Linked DNA regions of Rattus norvegicus: region 1 is linked to region 2. The links are chromatin contacts, called in public Hi-C maps. All regions are on one chromosome and are shown on one strand. Each heading gives the region's core, a stretch centred on a gene start, on an enhancer-like site or on the middle of the called end of the contact. The rest is flanking DNA. Distances are from core to core; before and after follow the strand shown. Region 1 overlaps Prkce (protein kinase C, epsilon). Region 2 holds the start of Prkcel1 (protein kinase C, epsilon like 1).

Region 1 (5,709 bases), core at 725-3,224, 70 kb after region 2:
GCCTAAGTTACATCCAGCACGCTCTCTTTTAAAAAGGCAACTAAGTTTACATTTTGGAAATATTTCTCCTGCAACGTTTTACATTTCTTTCAAGTGGAAAATAATTGCCTATTGTGACAAGCATTTCATTGCAAAACCTGTAGGGGGCCAAAAAGAACAAGAAGGTTGCAGGGTTAGGGGGTGGCTTGAGCTCTGGGGGTCTCGAATGTTTCTGAGGCAGTGGACTTTATTTGATTAAAGTATTACCTTGAGATACAGAACGGTTTGCAGGCAATGTCAGAGGGTTCAGCCCATTAGGTCAACAGTGTGACATAGAAGGGCCCTATTCTAACACTTGGAAAGCAGGTACGGTGTGGAGAATGAAGTCCTGTGAGGGGAAGAACCATGTCTACCAGGCAGCCATGTCTCTCCTCCTGGCTAGCTGCCTTCAGGGCCTCAGATCCCTCTTCTACCTAAGGCTGGCTTTCACCGCTGCCACTGACAGAATCAGGAAACGTCACCTCAAAGCGGGCCACCCTGGGTTTCAGATCAAGGATCCCTGAGGAACAGCATGCCCAGCTCCGGAGCTCCCCATGTGTTTCAGGCGAAGGACAGTCCCTCCAAAAGAAACTCAACTGCTTCATCCCTGTCTTCAGGAGCCTCCCTACCAAGGCAGGTTAAAATTGTAGGAGGCTGGAGGTGACACCAGGCCCCAACAGGCATGTAGTCAGTCACCTGTCCTTGTCAGGACCCTTCATCTAGCCCTCAAGCCTTTGACTGTGTCCTAGGTTTATCTGACACCCAGACTCACAACAAGCGTATGTACCTTGTCCCCTCTGGATGCCCATTTATTTCGAGATTCATTGATTGAAGCTGCAGATTATGGGAAGAAAGATGTAACTCCCTCACAGAACGCTACGATATTTGGGAAAAAATGAAATGCCAGTCTAAAGGGGCCAGTGTAAAGGTCAGAGATGTGTGTACTCATAAACATCCACACATTTCTTTTTATGAAAATGGGATATATATATGTATATGTATGTATATATATATATATATATATATGTTTCATGACACTGAAAATAAGTTGCTCTTAGGTATCTGACCTCAAGTACAAAGAGGCCATTTATCATTAAGGGATAGGCTGAGGGCACTTCTCTCCTCTCGCTCTCGCTCTTGCTCTCGCTCTCGCTCTGTGTGTGTGTGTGTCTGTGTGTGTGTGTGTGTGTGTGTCCAGAGCAGGCCATTCTGTGGTATATTCACTTCCAGTCGACTACACACCAGTTCCCTTCACTGTCTTCAACACACCCAGTGTGCTATAAATTCTGTGCATTAACAGGTCACCACGCACCTTCTCAGGATGACCTTCAGAGGTGGCAGGGTTGCCTGCAGTGGACAGAACCTAATTAGTCTTCAGACTCGGGCGAACCCGGCCCCCCAGGTCAAGAGAGCTGGCAGTAGCTTCAGCAGTTCAAAGGGCTGTTTGCTGTGGGCGAAGAAGTGAGACTCCCCGAATTCATTTCTGATTTCCTGAAAAGCCGAATTCTCCTCAGGCGTGCTCCAAGCCTGAGCCTGTTTCTGTCCCCACCCTTTAATCAGAAGGGAGAGTTTGGCATCAAGGATCAGCCTTCCTAGTTCCCAGAAAAACACTTGTCTGGGACACAGGTTAAGGAGCAGGCCAAGAAGAGGTCATTGATCCCTGTCTCTGGGGCCCAGCGGCTTTGGCACGGGGCGGGGCCAAAGCTTCCCAGATGTTCTGTGGAGGGCTGGATGCCTGCCAGGGAGCCCCACAGCTCCACAAACTGAGCCAGCTCCCCAAGTATGCATCATGGCAAGTCACAGCTCTCTGGAGGGGAGGCCCTCAAGAGGGCAGGGCCTCAGAAGCACTTCCGGGGGAGACCATCTTCGGCTGTTCCCACCTACAGCTAACAACTCCACAACAGTCTCCCTTCCTAGGGCTCAAAAAGTACACATTTTCCTCCAACGACCAGCTCCGGTTTCTATAGCAACAAGGCAAAAGCCAATGGGGTTTGTAAAAGCAGCAGTCTTGACAGCTACTGTAGGGAAGGGCAAAGAAAATAGCCTGGGAAATTTTGGTCTCACCCTGGGAATCTGTCCTTAGAGGAGTGCCAGCCCATCAGGGGGCCCTCGCTACAAGTCTAAACACTGAGCTCTCTGCTCCCAAGGGCGCAATTCTCCTCCACTCTGGAAGAGGAAGGGCCAGAGAGGTACTGACTGACTGCTGTATGAGGCTGCAAGGAGAACAATGGCTGCAGGCGGCATTTGCATGATGTCACAGCTATGATGACATGGCCTCTGCTGACACAACTGACTCCATTACTCACTGAAGAAACGTTTGTTGAGCACCTACTGTGTGCCATGTTTCTAGGAAACAATGATAAAACACGTCAGATAAAATTATCTTTGAGAGCTTACATTGCAGGGGGCAAACAATTTCACAGAGCACTAAATAAAACATAAACCACAACTCCAACGACTACCGTTCCAGAAGTGAATTGGGTATAAAAATGGAGGCAGTGTGGGGATGTGGGAAGAAATCTGGCCGGGGTTGGGGGGAGAGAGGGGAGCAGGCTTTACTTTCAAACAAGCTTTCTTGCACATCTGTTCATTGGGACGTTATAACTATGTGACTTAGCAGAGTAGTAATACACTGACGAATGTTTGGAAGCCCAAGCATGTGAAATGTTTTGTTCAAGATCCTCCAAGCTTCATACTTTGAATGTCTGTGTATCAGATGACCACAGTGAGAATGAACCCATTAACCACAAGCCAGGGAGAGGTATTGGTGGCTCTTAGAACTATGTCCAGAACTGGGAGAAGCAGACAAAGACAGACAAAAACATATACAAGAGGAGTGAACAGGCATTTGCGAGGCAGGGACAAACCCTGCAGGCTTCTGAGGACTCTCAGTATCACCGATCATCAGAAGTGGCCCGTCAAAACTGCACTGGAGAGCAGAATTTCTTCCACATAGAAGTATAAAGCTCCTCTTAAGGAACCACTCGCCATCAAACAGAAAGCTCACCCCCAGACACAGGTTATCTCCTTTCAAGCTATTGGTCAGAGGGGTCCAAGAGATCCCACTAACACTGCAGATTGTTTCTACTGAACTTGGTTGTCCACCAGAACTTGAGGTAAGAGGTTATTGCTGAAGACACTATATTTACACTTCGGTCACAGGGCTTGGAGAAATCACAATGGCCTTATCTGGAAGACTGCAAAGGTCTATGTGAGTGACTGAGATCTCCAGATAAGGTGCTGGCAGCCTAACCCTACTGTGAACACCAGGTGAACCATGGCCATTGGCGTAATAGTAGCACAGACGTCTCAGGGTGGTGTAGGGCATCCAATGGCTGTCTGACTAGATTTAAGGCCTCTCAACAGGAGGAAGTTCGGGCCTGGTGCTGTAAACTGAGACATGGGTAGACAGATCATGGACTCTACTGTCATTGTGCTGAACTGATGTCGTATCCAACCGCCTTCTAGATATTTAACCTCGTACCAGTAGATTAGTCTAGCTCCACCCTTTAGCAGAGAAGCCGATGGATGGACGTTTACACAGAGCAACACAAATGATCAAAGTGGAGAGAATAAGTGACGGTAAAGTGTTCATCACTAAAGCATCATCTGTGTCACATCCCCCAGACATTTACTGAGGAGATGTCATGGGGGCCACAGCCAGACTGGGTGAGTTCAGGAAGATGCTAGAGAAGAGCCTGTACTGGACATGACAGGCAGCGCACTCATCAACTCTCTACAGCAGTGGTGTCTACACACGGCCGGCACAGGGCCCGGCTCACCAGTACGCCAGCGTGGATGATGAAGGGCTCACAAGGCTCCAGCCCTAGTTGAAAACCTGCACACACTTGACAGCTGCCAGGCAAGAGAAGGTCATCTAGTTCTCTTCAGTGCTGGCGCCCCCCGCTGCAGCCTCATATCACCACGCATGTGTGCAACATTTAACTCTGTGTGTGTGTGTGTGTTCTGCTTATATGTGTGTGTATGTGTGTGTGTTCTGCTTATATGTGTGTGTATGTGTGTGTGTTCTGCTTATATGTGTGTGTATGTGTGTGTGTTCTGCTTATATGTGTGTGTATGTGTGTATGTGTGCACACGCACGCGCACGCATGCGTTTGTGTGTGATAGTGTGATGTGAAGTTGGGAAAAGATAGTGAGAGGGACATGGGAGGAGTTGGAAGAGAAGAGAAGGGTGGGTTTGACCAAAATCAAATTCATTCATGTGCAAAAAGTAATAAAAAATTAAAACTATAATGGCAATTTTAAAATCTGATAATATAGACGACTCAGTGATTAAAAGCACTGGCTGCTCTTCCAGAGGACATGGGTTCAATTCCCAGGACCCACGCGGTGGCTCACGACCATCTGTAAGTTTAGGAGACGCAGTGCCTTCTTCTGGCCTCCACAGACACTAGGTATGCACACGATACACAGACATATATGCAGATAAAATGCTCACATAAACAAAATAAATAATATTTTAATTGTATTATTAACTATTAAGAAGACATAAAGCAAATAGATATTTTGTAAATCCATCTATCAGCATCAATTGGTATAAAAACGTTTTACCATGGTATTCACGCATCTACGGAATTATCAAATCAGTCCCCTGGAAAATAACCTAAAGAGACTGCAGTTGTGTTCAAGTGTGCCCAAATACAGCATAGTCCTTTACAGGAAAATCCTGCTATGCCCACAAAGGGAAGAATAAATGAATGAATTTGACATAATCATACAATGCAGTAAAACACAGAAACAGAAACCGGCCAGCAATAGCAACACGCTCCAAAGGGCACGAACCAGGAAGTGCTATGCTAAATGAACCACAGAGCACTGATACAAAGTATTTAAACAAAGTTCAAAACAAGCAACCCACTGTTTAAGAACGTATGTGCCTAGGCAGATAAACCATAAATAATTACAAGAAAAGAATTAACACAAGATACAGGTCATAATGGGGAGGAAAGGTTCAAACACAATCAGCACAGGGGATGCAAAACAGTGGGCGGTGGGCTTTTCCTTAGCTGGATCTTCTCGCCTGAGGCATCGCATAGTAGTGTCTACAGAACTGAAGTCAGAGGGGTGGGCAAGGCCAGTGAGTTAGGGACAAAAGCAATTAAAAAGAAAAAGCTTTGTTTGATTGGTAGTTTTCTAAAACAAGGGGGACTGTGGACTGCAGGAAGGAAAATTTCGATTTAAAGGGCCATGGTTTGATTTACGTTTCTAAAGGTTCAAAATTTAAAAAGAGAGAAAGCGATGACAAGACACCTCTTCAGGCAGACCTAGGTGCTTCTGGTTAACCTGGCAGTGGAGTGGCTTCTGAGCTATAATTACAGGCAGGAAGAGGTCAAGCAGCTGGAAGGGCCTCTGTAATTAAGCAGGCGAAGTCTGTCTTCCAAGTCCCAGAGGCTGTGACAGCAACCCCAGTGACCCCAAACCCACCCATGGCAGGCAATTCTTGACTTTGACCCATTTAACCTTCAAGCAGCACGTGGGCCAAATGCACACACAACCGTGAGCAGGCAGGAACATTCTACGGCCGGCTTTTAGCTGCCAAGCTGTTAAAACCCTTCAGCCTAGCTGTTCACGTGAACAAGAGCCATCCCTTAGTATACAAATATATCCTAAGCCTGGCTGCATCCTACACAGCCTGAGATCATGCAGGTATGGCAGGACCAACTGAGGCAG
Region 2 (5,394 bases), core at 2,312-4,811:
GTGTGTGTGTGTGTGTGTGTGTGTGTGTGTGTGTGTGTGTGTGTGGAGAGAATGGGATATTGAACCCAAGTCAAGGTAAGAAACACAGGCCCCGGAAGAAGACCTATCATTTAGTCTTTAAGTCTCAGGAGCCCGTCTTGTTTACCAGGTGCTACATATGGACTCCGCTTGGCAGACCACTTTCCTCAGGCCTAACTGTCTCTACTCTGCTCTCCCTTCTGACTCCAAGAAACACGCCCTGCTGAGGGTTAGGGCTGGAGGAATTGAAGCAAACGCAAGCAATGAATTGGGTGTTAGGTGTGTGTCCTTTTGCCCATGATTTGTGTTGCCGTTGCTGATTTCTAGGAGGTAGAAAGTTCTAGAGGAAAAGAAGAAAGCGGTGGGTGCTGAGCTCTGAAACATTAGGCCACTGGAGTAAGATGGCTTCGGGAGGTCAGACTTGGGACAGAGGAGAACCCGCCTTTGTTCTCTGCATGTAGTTACTTTGCAGTTCATTGGTGGGGAAGCTCAGTGAAGAGCTGGACTCTGGCCACGCCTCAGAAATGGCAGCAGATGCCTTCAGCAACGGACAGCAACCCCGCCTTTGAAGCCGCACTTGCTAACTGTGCTTACTTGGCCTCCATTTCCTCCTAATGACACAGACTTGAAAACAGCTGTGAGAGTCTTAGACATCTGCTCAAGATAGGTGTCCAGATTGCCTCTTCAAGGAGAACATGGCAGGAGGTGAGGGAAAGCAAAGCAGGTCACCTAAGCTCAGTGCCACAGAGCAGCACATCATACGGCAACTGTGCCGTGAAGCCACTGTCTCCTGTCTGCCACTACTAGAGAGTCACCACATCAAAGCCCGAAGGACCCCAGTGACACTTCACACTACTGTCTGCGCTCACACCCACTCTGCCCATCAGCTGAGGGCGGCCCAAGGGACCGGACGAACGACTCCAGGGCTGAAGGCATGAGGTCTGATCCCTAAGGTTTTCACTTTCCTATCTAGAAGGAAGCACGGGGAAGAGTTTCAGCCTGGCACTTCCTCTTTGTGCCACGAGAGCTCCACATTAGGGCAGTGGGGTTGGATGAGGTCAGAGCCAATGTACATGGAGCCTATGGCGTCAGATTCCAGAAACTTGCTTCAGCCATACACGCCGAGGGCAGAGAGCTCAGTAAGCAACCAGAGAGCTTCCTGCCAGACCCTACTGGGTGAGAAGGCTGGCTCCTGCCCTCCGGGGCTCAGGATCTCGTGTTTGGCCGAGGAAGAGCAAGTTTCTTCACTGTGAGGGCCCTTGGGCATTTTGTCCTGAAATCCTCTGAATATGGCGTGGTAGTGTGTTTGTGGTTCTCGTCAGCCAGGAAAGGGTGGTCCAAGTGACAAGGACAGAAGAGGGAATCCCCACATTAGGAAGGAATGTAAATCAAAGTCACATAAGGTTTACTAACTGTATCAACAGCTGCCACTATGATTGGTGGGGACAAGTGACATATCCGAAAGTGTCCAAGATGCCAAGTCACAGAAACAAGGGGGGGAACCCCCAGGGACAAGTACGGAGCAAATAAACAAAATGGATTCCAACTGAACTCGGGGCGTACTTGGCTTTTGTGTGTCTCCGCAGTCCCTTAGGGACTGTCCCTTTCACATTGTCCTTTCTTTGAGGATAATCTATACAGTCATCTTAACTCTCAAAAAATCCCACAAGATGAGTGGACTGAGAGACAGAGCCCTCCAGCCGGCTGTCCACACCAGCCCTCCGTTTCTACAGCCTTCCCCGGAGGCTCTCAACACTCCTGTCATCTCCAGGGCCAGGTGTAAACAGAGACAACCACCCCTCATCGCTAGGATGGCTAAGAACACAGGGAGAAGGAGAGGGGGGAGACTGAGCCTGGACCCTCTGAGTGGCAGTAATGGTGGGTGAGTCACAGAGATGCCCTATGGCGGGAGGGAAGCTCCAGATAGAACCCGTGCTGCTCCCAGATTCCCGTAGTCACTCCCTCAGCTTCAGTTTCTGGCGTCAGGAAGAGGTGGGTATCTAGCCTGCAGAGTCAGGGTGCTGCCGTCCTCCAAAGCACACAGTGGGACCTCAAGGATGGGAACTGTTATTACAACCTTGACGTGCACCCCAGGAGACTCAAACCAAACCACCGAGAATATGGAGCCTGTCAGGCCTTAGCCGTTACCCATAGCATGTAGCTTGAGTTGAACTTCAAGAAACAGGAAGCAGTGAGTGGACTGTGCAGGCCAACAGACGCAGCTAAGGTGGGGACAGCCACTAGATCTGCCATGACATCTGAGCATGTGTCTTTATTTAAGTCCGATTATAGAACTATACGCAAAGTTAGGCTGGTGATACATGTCTATTATCCTACTACTTGGGAGCTGAGGCAGGAGCATCACTTTGCCTTCAGGACCATTCTGAATTACATAGTGAGTTCCAGGCTAGCCAGTGCTCCAGAATGAGACCATCTCAAAAAACAAAAACAAAAACAACAAAAAACTAACCAACCAACAAACAAAAACCCCAAACAAACAAATCAAAACCAAAGCCAGAACAAATATATAAATCAATTGAATTTAATATTAATTGAAATGAGTCGAATCTTTTCTTCCCAGACAATGCGGACAGTTTTTTGTTTGTCCGTTTTTTAAAGTTACACACATTTTTAGGACTCACTGCCAAATAAGCCCAGACAGGCAGGCCTAATTCTCTGGGGTCCAAGTCTGACTCGGGATTAATGGGGAGACTCCATGTTACGATTCGCAGGTATTTGTAGATTCCTGCTACAGCACGAACATGTGAGAGCAGCAGAACTTGTGGGTTTGCTCCCTGCCCTGTTTAATAAGAACAGGCTGTGGTTTGGAGGAAATCTGTCAGAACCAGGACACGGCATCCCCAGTCCCAGTGGAAAACCTCCCAAAGCTAAACGTGGCTGTGAGATATTCGGCTGCTAAGAAATACTGAGGGGGCTGGAGAGGTGTCCCATGCCTGCAGTCCCCGTTCTTGGAAGGCTGAGGCAGGAAGACCAGTCTGAGGCCAACCTGGGCCACACGGTATTTAGTAAAATCTTTCCGAAAGAGAGAAGGAAAGAAAATGTTGGGGTGGGGGAGGGTAGACGGGGAAGGGAAGGGAGAGGACACAAAATTCAGAGAGGATGTAAAAAGGAAGTGAGTCGGGTGGCTGCCTGGCTGCATTCCCCAGTGTTGTGAGCTCACAAACCTGACGACACTTCCTGAAGGTGTCCACCCAGACTGGCCACAAGGGGGCATGAGAGCCAACGTCTTGGCTTTTGTTTTCTTTTTTCCCCCTGGATTCTCTCTGACTGAGAACACATTGGGGGAGGACCCAGAGGGCAGAGGCACTACTGGATGAGTCCTTGTGGCTCAGTGCCACAGGAGCAGTGACTCAGGCACTTCATCCTTGGGTGTCTCAAAACCGTGCGAGAGCCGGCACAAAGGTCTCCCTCGCTTTCTAAGCACATTCCTGCTCTGCCTGTGAATTATTACACCGGGGACGGGGAGGAGGGCGGAACAAACCAGTATCCTAAACTGACACTAGCGGCGCAAACCCCGAAGGAGTCTGTGGTGGGTACGGAGCAGAGCGCAGGTCCATCTTCAGGGGGTCAGGTCAAGGTCAAGATGGTGCCCTTGGCATAAATGACGAGAGTGGCTGGCTCTCAATGCCTGGTTTCTCAGGTAAGAGCCAAGCCTCATATACCCGGCTGCAGGCTGGCTTGGGGACTGTCGTACCAGACCATCGGCGTGGTGGAACTTTCCGATCAGCAGAACACTGCCCCAAGACCATATCTGGACTTAAACCTCAGGCATCACCAGGCACCACCAGGCAGCATGGCAGAGGTAAGACAGGCTCATCTTAAATCACAAAAGGTTTCCAACTGTCCGCTGACCCAGCAGCTGAGTCAGGCTGTTATTTCAAGTTCAGCTAAGTCCTCACTTTGTTGAAAGATTTTTGAGGGAAATTACTATTTTATTTATAAACTTGCAGTAGAATATGAATTTCGAAGTATTAATATTTCTGTTTGACATTGGGATGAGATGTTACTTCAAAGATGTTCCTACCTCAAGGCCTCTCTAGGAGGAGGTGTCCTCCGCGCAAGGCTCCTCTCAGAGGAGCCTTCCCTCTGCCTCTCTCACTTGTAGTACATGGGACAGTGTTAGGCCAATAAAATGCAACTCACTCAAAGAAGGATGGAAAATAAGCTCTTTAAATATCTGAACTGATAACATACATCCAGACCTGTAACATTCATCAGATAACAAAAGCCCCCGTGAACACTCACTTGGCAATAACACGCAGCCAAGGGCTTCAGGGCCTCTGCTTTTGAGCTCTGCCTTGCCTCTCATAGACAACAGACCACTTGTGATCTTCAGTGTTAGTATCTTTTTGGCAGAGCAAACCTTGGTAATGCTGATAAGGTGACGTGAACTCACTCTTGTTGGTCCTTGTCACCGGCGCTCCTTGTACCGGGCCGCATTGCTCTTGTGCCCAGATTTCAGTTTTGCTAGCAATGTGTTTGATTCCTTCTTTACATTCAACTTAGTTTTCATGAAGCATTTCTCGCACTCACTTTACTATGTACGGTTAAGCCACAGTTATGTGATCATAGTAAGAACAGTAAACACAAGGGACTGTTGACCTAACCAGAATGATGGGGCACCGCGGAACGTCGAAGGAGCGTGTTCAGGAATTACACCGCCGCCAAGGGCCTGCGAGGAGGCCTCGAGTACTCCAGGAGGAGTGGGCACAGCAACGGCTGGCAGCTTAGGACAGTAGTGGCTACCCTGTGGTAGAAAGGCCTCAAACGCTGCAGGCTCGGCCTTCGTGAAACAGAAAATCTGAGCTGAAATGGTGGTGCACGCCTGTGAGCCAGCAGCTGGGAGACAGAGGCAGGAGGGTCAGAAGTTCAAGGCCAGCTTCAGCTACCTATTGAGTTCAGGGTTGGGGCAGGGGGGCAGCCTGTGCTATGTGAGTCCATGTGTCAAAACAAAAACAAGAGAAATAAGAGAAGTGAAAAAAAAAGGAGAGGAAGGGGGAGGGGAGGGATGTGCAGGGGGGGAGGGGAAGGAAAGCAGAGGGGAGGTGAAAGAAGAGGGGAGAGAAAGGGGAAAAGGGAGGAGAACAGGGCAGGGGAAGGGCAGAGAAGAGGGGAGGGGAGGAGGAGAAGGGGAAGGCAGGGAAGGAGAGGGAAGAGAGCAGTAGGCAGGGGAGGGGAAAGGGATGGGGGTGGGGAAGGCAGGACAGGGGACAAGAGGGGATGGGAGAGGAGAGGAGAAGTGAGGTGAGGAGAACAGAGAGGAAAAAAGATGTGAGGTAAGGAGAGGGGAGAAGAGGAAAGAGAGGAGAGGAGAGGAGAGGAGAGGAGAGGAGAGGAGAGGAGAGGAGAGGAGAG

Evidence for each region. A called contact is a pair of places that touch in the nucleus more often than the background predicts.
Region 1: a Hi-C map of psoas muscle shows a contact between it and region 2, with 2.1 times the contacts expected there. The contact joins the enhancer-like site here to the promoter of Prkcel1 in region 2. A contact is called at or near these places in 3 of 12 Hi-C or Micro-C datasets (kidney and psoas muscle).

The regions. Positions count from the first base shown.
Region 1 is chr6:13,997,822-14,003,530 of GRCr8, forward strand. All of the region lies in intron 2 of Prkce (protein kinase C, epsilon), which reads right to left. Among named protein-coding and RNA genes, the nearest start is that of Prkcel1, 71 kb to the left of the region's middle. Within about 2 kb of position 1,975, at least 25 of the 93 cell types and tissues checked have an H3K27ac peak or open chromatin away from gene starts, as enhancers often do.
Region 2 is chr6:13,926,185-13,931,578 of GRCr8, forward strand. It overlaps Prkcel1 (protein kinase C, epsilon like 1), which reads left to right and starts at 3,562. Exons shown (of 2, transcript NR_144425.1): 1 at 3,562-3,841. All of the region lies in intron 2 of Prkce (protein kinase C, epsilon), which reads right to left.